Regions from separate parts of the Sus scrofa genome. Here region 1 is linked to region 2. The links are chromatin contacts, called in public Hi-C maps. All regions are on one chromosome and are shown on one strand. Each heading gives the region's core, a stretch centred on a gene start, on an enhancer-like site or on the middle of the called end of the contact. The rest is flanking DNA. Distances are from core to core; before and after follow the strand shown.

What was found. Hi-C and Micro-C count contacts between places; a contact is called where the count stands out from the background.
Region 1: a Hi-C map of blood shows a contact between it and region 2, with 8 times the contacts expected there. The contact joins the enhancer-like site here to the promoter of GSAP in region 2. A contact is called at or near these places in 1 of 5 promoter capture datasets (liver), 11 of 47 Hi-C or Micro-C datasets (alveolar macrophages, blood, fetal heart ventricle and 4 more) and 1 of 2 datasets of contacts at active chromatin or transcription factors (alveolar macrophages).

What each region holds. Positions count from the first base shown.
Region 1 is chr9:102,744,035-102,747,967 of Sscrofa11.1, reverse strand. It overlaps GSAP (gamma-secretase-activating protein), which reads right to left. Exons shown (of 32, transcript XM_021102559.1): 16 at 746-838; 17 at 394-611. Among named protein-coding and RNA genes, the nearest start is that of GSAP, 51 kb to the right of the region's middle. Within about 2 kb of position 2,482, at least 8 of the 83 cell types and tissues checked have an H3K27ac peak or open chromatin away from gene starts, as enhancers often do.
Region 2 is chr9:102,692,708-102,696,794 of Sscrofa11.1, reverse strand. It overlaps GSAP (gamma-secretase-activating protein), which reads right to left and starts at 1,949. Exons shown (of 32, transcript XM_021102559.1): 1 at 1,758-1,949. The coding sequence starts at 1,857. It overlaps LOC110262246 (a long non-coding RNA gene), which reads left to right and starts at 1,385. Exons shown (of 2, transcript XR_002347079.1): 1 at 1,385-1,674; 2 at 2,286-4,087.

The DNA.
Region 1 (3,933 bases), core at 1,233-3,732, 51 kb before region 2:
ACACCAAATATACCAGGAGAAAAAGTTGATATTTTAGAAACTATTGACTGAGCAGTTTCTTGGAATGTTCCCAATATAGCTAACATTTACTCACGATATGGAAAGGAGAACCATCAAAAGAACAGGCATGCCCTCACAGTCTGAGGTCTGTGTCCATAAAAAAGGAGCACAGGGATATGCTCCCTTTTTTTTTTTTTTTTTTTTTTTAAAGGGCTTTGCCTTTTATTATCCTTGTATCCTTGTATCCTTTTGAGAGAATATGTTCAAGTTAGGACAGAGCCATCAACCTTGCTTGCCTACCAAATGAAAACAACCCCTGTTCATTGCAACCGCTAACTGTCCACATCTTACGCTGTCCATTTGCCTGCGTTCAGACTGAAGCTCAACTCCCACCTTGGCTTCCGTTTGCCGTGGGTCTCGGCCACACGAGAGCACGCAGTGCATCAAGGCCATCTTCTCACAGTCCAGCCGGGCGTTCCACAGGAACTCCAACAAATAGGACTGGTTGAGGAGCGCCCTATAGAGCTTTCCAGAACACCGATCCAGAACCAGGGACCCTGATAGGGACTGTAAAGGGCGATGAGGTAGCAGATCAATCACTTCGTTGTTTCCTAGCCAAAAAAAAAAAAAAAAAAGTAGATCAGCAAAGAAAAAAAAAAAAAAACCCTCTCCTCCAAACACAAATATTAATGCTTAAAACAAACTCAAGTGGACCGTGTTCATGAGATAAAAACTATCACCATACCTGTCAGAAACAGACTGTGGCAGATCAGGTCTGGATGCTGAATGTTAAGTAGGTGAAAGAAATGACCGGGTAAGTAAACAGCCACATAATAATCTGTGGAAGAGAAAGAGTTCAGTCTTCTCCAGGCAGCAAGAGCTGTATAGGCACAGATAAAGCCAAGAACTGTACGGTAGCTCTTATTTTTCTCTGAGCATTTTAAAACACAAAAGGTTTGACCAATATAATAATAAGCTGTCTGTTTATTTCGTCTTACTCTCAAGCTCTCATTTATTTCTCTCTGAGGCTAATTTTTTTTTCAGATATTTGGCCATGGTTATCTTAATTTATATCTGAAGCTTCGTTTCTCAGGGAATTGCAGTTTTAAATCAACCTAAATGAGCTCAGAGAGAAAATTAGAGAAAAACAATCCAGCAACATAAATTATTCCTTAATATGACAAGCTAGAAAGAGCTTGTAAAACAGCTCCAAAAGTTAGTTCCCTGTGTTTAACTACCACTCACTGTCATCACGAGCATTATCATCACCAGCATCATTTTCTCTAAAGAACCTTTACACTAATATTCACCACAGAAAAATCTCTGCAAGCATTCTGACACTTGGTGAAGTACAAATGTGTTTGCTTGCATAGCTAGCTGCCTGGAATTCAAAGTTTCCCAGTCCCTGCAATATTTTTGTACAAAGAACAATTTGTATACAAATTGAGACAAGGTAAAATAAATAAATAAATAGGTTTCTGGCTAATGGGAGGGTAGAAATAGCTCATGCCAATAATTTCGCTAGGATCTTAGAAAAACGGAGAAATTCATATAATAATGGTAAATTTCATATAGATAAAACACGTAGATTATGTGAGCCAGCTAGACTCTTTTTTTTTTTAACCTGAGATCAAAGAAATAAATGCTAATCATTTGCATAGAAGGTATTCTGTGGAAGGGAAAGGAGAGGATGTAAAACCCTAACCAGCTGACTTTCAGTTACCATGGATTAAGTGATGTTAAACTACTTAACACAAGTGGGTGAAATAACGTTATCATCATGGCAACGCCTAAATAGAAAAACGCAAATAGAGGCGTAGTAGGGCAGAGTGGAAAGGCATCAAATGACCTAGTTTAACTCCTAGCCCTACCACTTAACCAGTTATTTAGATACTAAGTCTCTGGGAGAGGTGGCATTTGGAAATAGATGAGAGTGTTTTGAGTTGTCACAAGGAGTCCTACTGCCACTTGATGAATGGGCTCCAGGGATGCTGAATCCCTCAGTGTGCAGGACACTCTCACCAGAAACATCAATAGTACCTGCAATAAATAGGCTGAATGACGGCTCCCACGGATGTTTGTGTGGTAATCCCCAGAGCCTGAGAATATGTCACTTTAAGGGATGAAAGGGACCTTGCAGATGTGATTAAGGATCGTGAGATGGAGAGGGTCCCCTGAATTATCCAAGTGGATCCAATGTGATCAAAAATGGTTCTATAAGAGGGAGGAAGCAGAGATTTGACTACAGAAGAGAAGACCCCATGATGACGAAAGAGATTGGAGCGATGTGGTCTCAAGCCAAGAAAGAAGACTCTAGATCCTGGAGGAGGCGAAGAATGAATTCTTCCCTGGAATCTCCAGAAGGAACCATTTCTTCCCCTACCGACCCCTCAAGATTCACTCATTTCAGAATTCTAACCTCTGAAACTGAAAGACAGTATGTTGTTTACTTCAAAGCTAACTTTGTGGTGATTTCCTATCGCAGCAATAAGAAACTAACATAGGAGACACTAGCAGAAGCCTGGGCACACGTCACAGACATTCTGAGCCTCAGTTTCATTTTCAGTAAAATGGAGAAAACACCACCAAGAAAAATTGTCATAAGAATCAACATAACATAAAAAAAACCACTTAGCAATATAGTATTCATTTTTAAAATGGTAGTTTTTTGATGCACAAACATATTTCCTATTTTATCTCATTTCTTTTGTATTTTACTGAAGTATAGTTGATTTACAATGTTGTGTTAATTTCTGCTGTTCAGCAAAGTGATTCAGATATACACAGATAGATATACAGATATATATATTCTTTTTCATATTCTCTTCCATTATGGTTTATCACAGGATATTAGATAAACCATAAACCCTGTGCTATACAGTAGGACCTTGTTTATCCATTCTATACGTAATAGTTTGCATCTGTTAACCCCAAACTCCCAGTGCATCCCTCTCCTACTCCCCCGCCCCCCCGCTTGGCAATCACAAGTCTGTTCTCTGTGTCTGTGAGTCTGTGTCTGTTCATGAATAAGTTAATTTGTGTCATATTTAAGAGCAACATCATATGGTATTTGTCTTTCTCTTTCTAACTTCACTTAGTCTGATAATCTCTAGGTCCATCCATGTGACTGCAAACGGCATCATTTCATTTTTTTTAAATGTATAAACATATCTTTCTTGTATAGAGGTGTTGGGGCTCATGGAAAACTTTTCCCAAAACGCTATTCCTTAATATTCCATCAATATAAGCCCCTGTTAACAGCATGACAATTCAAGAAAGTTGTACACATTAGATAGCAAAAACGACATCACTCAAAAAGCAATACTGTTGTTAATAAAAAATTCCCTCTAGAACAGTTTTAATCTTGGGTACAATTTTGTGCCTATATAATAAAATCGTTTTAAGAAGGAAAGACGACTTATGTAAGATAGCCAATTTTTACAAACCTCTAATTTTTCTGCCTCTCCACATTTTGAGGACAATAGACTTAGATCATGGCTTCCCTTTTCAAGAGTCATTCCCAGGGGTTAAAAAAAAAAAGGGAAGGATACCTTTGACCTCACCAAATGCTAAGGTTTTTTTAGTGGAAAGTTTCCCACATCACCCTCGATAGGGGATGCTGATATAGCACTCTTGATAAGAATCAAGTCCCAGATCCAGGAAACCTTCTATTTATCTCTCTTACCACAGGAAGCAGTAGAATCAGGCCTCTCTAAAGCGATTTCCCACAGGTTCAGAGCGCATGTTAAAAACTGCTACACACTGGCCCACTTAGCGTAAGTTCTCTCTCCACATAAATTGTATCATTCCAAATGAAAGTCTTTCTTTGTAACAATGGGAATGGACATAGAGAATATTATGCTTTAGTAAAAGAACTCAGACAGAGAAAGACAAATAGTCTAGGTTATCACTTACATGTGGAATCTAAAAAAA
Region 2 (4,087 bases), core at 700-3,199:
GAAAAAGCTGGCATTTCTAGTGAGTTTACTTTCTGAAGACCCAACAGTATCTGGTATTTAGTGGAATGTCAACCCACAAGTTTATATTTCTTTACAGATGAGTGAAAGACACAAGGAAGCCAAAACCTAACTAGCTCATACACAGCGTTTTGATCACAACACACGTTACTGAAACACAAGACTGTGGCATTTCACACTTCATCTAACTTCTCATTTTCAGAAACCTGCCACTTAGCTATCTAAGATGGAGGTCCAGAGAAAGGACCACTTTGTGATGGAAAGCAGACTGAGAGCTCCTTGGTGTGTTTTCAAAAGTTAAACCTTCAAAAATTCTTTAGATGCTCAGGAGACTTTTAAAAATTTCCTCCCAAAGTGAAGTTTTACTAATAATGACACTAGTCATTAGTCAAACTCACTAGTCAAACTCAAGCCTTGAGCTAGACAAACACAACTCCTTATTTGGGACCAATAACCAAAATGCCAAGACAAGGAACCATACAAATATCCTGCTAAAGCCATAGGATAATGTGAAGATAAACAGTAGGGATAGAAAACTTTCACCAGGGTTAAGGGGAAAGGAGTTGTAGACATGGATATTTTGATAGCCCTCCCCAAAAATGCCCTCCAGCAGTCTACAGTGTTTAAGGAAAACCAAAGAGACAAACTGAATTGGCTAGCTCCTATGCACAACTGGGATCCAGGGTATCAGTGCTTTGAACCTGAACTTAAGCCCTGAAGATGAAACACTTATTTACAGGAAACTTCCCTTCTTAAAAAAACAACCTGGGAAATCACAGAATTCCCCTTCTTTAAAGTTTTGATTGATCAATGCTGAGAAGACTCAAAAGTCACTTTTCACTCCATCAAAATTAAAAAATTTCTAAAACCAAAGCCCAACTGTCCAGAATGCATTCCAATCCATCCTGAAGAAACTGGGCATCACTTGGTGTCTTGCCCCTTGCTGGCCTGCACAGGTGGTCTCTGGAATGGTGGTGATGGGCCTGAGGCTTTGGAAAAGAGCAGGCTCTCAGTTCACTGCTCACAGACTGAAATCGGTCCCCTACCCTCTGACACTTCACCTCTGAAGTGGCATGTCCCCTAAATTATGGACACTGTTCACACAGAAACACGTCTCACAAAAGTGAGGGCAAACTGTGCAACTATTAAGTACTCATATGGTGATTTTCTTGGTGGCCGTGATTCATCTTCTCTTTCTCCTGACTCGAGAGCTCCAGGAGCCCCCAGTCTTGGTAGAGCCCTCACCAGGGTGATAAATCTTTTCAGGCAGGTTAGATGTGAATGAAGCAGCGAGAACCACCCTCCCAACTCCCCGCAGCCTGGGGCTGGAGGAGCGGAGTCTGGGCAGCAGCTCCTCCACGCCTTGCCCTGATGCTAAAGGTACCACTAGTGTCCCCAGGCTTTCTGCTGAAGATGATTTACTATGGGCAACCAGTAAGCCCATAGCTGGAGGGCTCGCAAGAAGAAGCAGTGCAGCTCGGCCGAGATCCTCCCCGGGGGCTGCCCTCCAATCTTCACCCCGGTGGCCGGGTGACAGTGGCAAAGCCCAGATTCAAAGAGGGAAGCTCGCGCCTTCGGCACCAACCTTGGTAGGGGGCACAGGCTGCCGCCGTCCGGCCGGCGACCACCACCCTGGCCCAGCCCGGAACCCTCTAGGTACGAACGACTCCGAGTCCCCAGCCTTGACCGCCTCCTCCTGCCACCACCCCCCACCCCGCCCAGACGCGCGCCTCCGGCACCTGGGCCGCCGCCTCCGGGCGCAGCGGCCGCTGACGCCGCCCGCAGCCACGGTAGCACGTCCTTCCTGAGATCGAAGTCGGCGACAAGACGGAGAGCCATCGCCCGGACGCTGCCTCGGGGCGACTCTGGGGCCCCGCGCCTCGGACATTCCCGGCCCTCCGCGCGCCACCGCGTCCGCCCCTCCTTCCTCTCCCCCGCCCGCCGCTTTCGGTTCCGTCGCGTCGGGGCGGGAGAAGCCCCGGCACCGCCGCCTCCCGGCCCGGCCCGCGCCGCACACCCGAACCACGGGCTGCCCTCGCCGAGCTGGGAGGGAGGGAGACTGCGGCGCGGGGACCAGGGCCACCGAGGCCCGGAACCTTCGCTTGTACTCCCAGGGCGGAGGACCCAGAGGGCCCGAGGATTTGTTTTTTAAGAGACGTGGAGAAGTCGCTAGACCGATGGTTTCCAAGCTATGCTGCACGTTACATGTGGGCGCTAAGCGTTTTGGGACTTGCTTTGAGTTTTTTTTTTTTTTTTTTAATCCCCAGGTGATTCCACTGTGCAGCAAAGTGGCTAGACGGAGGTATTACTAGCTGATTCACCTGAGAAAGTTCAAGTTCACTGCCACCGGGGATTGAAGCAGGCGGCCGCTTGGCCCTATTCGACCCGATTTCAGGGTGAGGGTGTTTTATTAGTGGTATTTAGGTGGTAAGTAGCAGCGAGGAGTGTGTGAACAAGATTCTGAGAGACATACGGAGACGCTGGAAAGGGTCAACCAGCTCAACACAAACAGGGCCTCTGCCTGTTTACACGGTTCCCTACACTGGCTTCAAGGAGGCTGCATTAAAGATTCAGGGAGGGCAGGAGTTCCCGTCGTGGCTCAGTGGTTAACGAATCCGACTAGGAACCATGAGGTTGCGGGTTCAGTCCCTGGCCTTGCTCAGGGGTTAAGGATCCGGCGTTGCAGTGGGCTGTGGTGTAGGTCGGCGGCTACAGCTCCGATTAGACACCTAGCCTGGGAATCTCCAGGAAGAGGACCTGAAAATGACAAAAAAAAAAAAAAATTAAGGGAGGGCAGACCTGTGTTTGCCAAAGGAGTGTGCGGGAGAGAGGGAGACTGACCGGGAGTTTGGAGTTGGTGGATGCAGACTGTTATGATTAGAATGGATGGTTGATGGGGTCCTACTGTACACCCCAGGGAACTGTGTCTGGTCTCTTAAGCTACAACATGATGAAAAAAGAAAAAAAAAAAAAAAAAGAATGCGAATGTGTATGTATGGGTGGCTGGGTCACTTTGCCATACAACAGAAATTGAAGGAACATTGTAAATCACCCATAATTAAAAAAAACAAAAACTTTTAAGTTAAAAAGGCGGGGAGGGGGGAATTCCCTCTGTGCTTAGTCTTTTAAAAGTGCTCTACTTCCAGGTGGACCTGTCATTTTGGGCATCCTCTCATCCCTATCCCTAAAAATAAGCCCACTGTTTTCTTTATCTTGCCACTCAGGTTTCTTTTCATTCCCAAGTGCACACCATCAGAATTGCTTGCCCACCTCTGATGCAGATCTAGTCCATGGTGAACATCAAAACCAGGTTATTACTCTCCCTGAAATAAAGCTGTCTTCATGTCCCCATGTGGCAGACCTTGAGCAGCAGCTGACCACCACAGGATAAAGTCTCTATACTTTACCTGACCCTTCTGGCCTTTTTGCCTAGACCTTTAGCTGCAGGTTGGCCTGATTCCAAAACCCCTGTAACGCCACCTTCCTCCCTCTTAAAAAAAAAAAAAAAAAAAAATCGCCAAACTGTTCCCATCTGGATCCACAAAGCCTTCGCACTGCTTCAGCCCACAGCAACCTTCCCTAACCCGGAACTCCTAGAGAGGTGTTGCTAGTACACCTCATTTGACAGTCAAATACTGTACCAAGACAGGAATTGAATCTTGACCCTTTGCACACACCCCTGCACCAGCTAACAGAGCATCTACAAGGGGCGGGATTGTTATTGAAGAATGAGTCAATTCAGAAATAGACTAAGGAACACTTTGTCACAAGTTTCTCAAAGTTAGGGTCTGAAAACTACATGAATTGCAATCATGTGAGAAGCGGTTTTACAATGCAGACTCCTGGGCTCAGGTCTAGATCTGGGCTAGGCACAGAAGTGTGCTTTTTAGCCAGAGCCTCTGGTGATTTTTAGGCTCCATAAGGTTTGAAACACTTCTCCAAATAAAGGTAAAAGAAACTCTTGAATTTGCCCTAGGGATATGTTTCTCCAACTGAGGTGGTGGATGATTTCAGGCCATTTTCCACTACTTACCATCAGATATGTAGGAAAATCACCCCACCTGCAAAG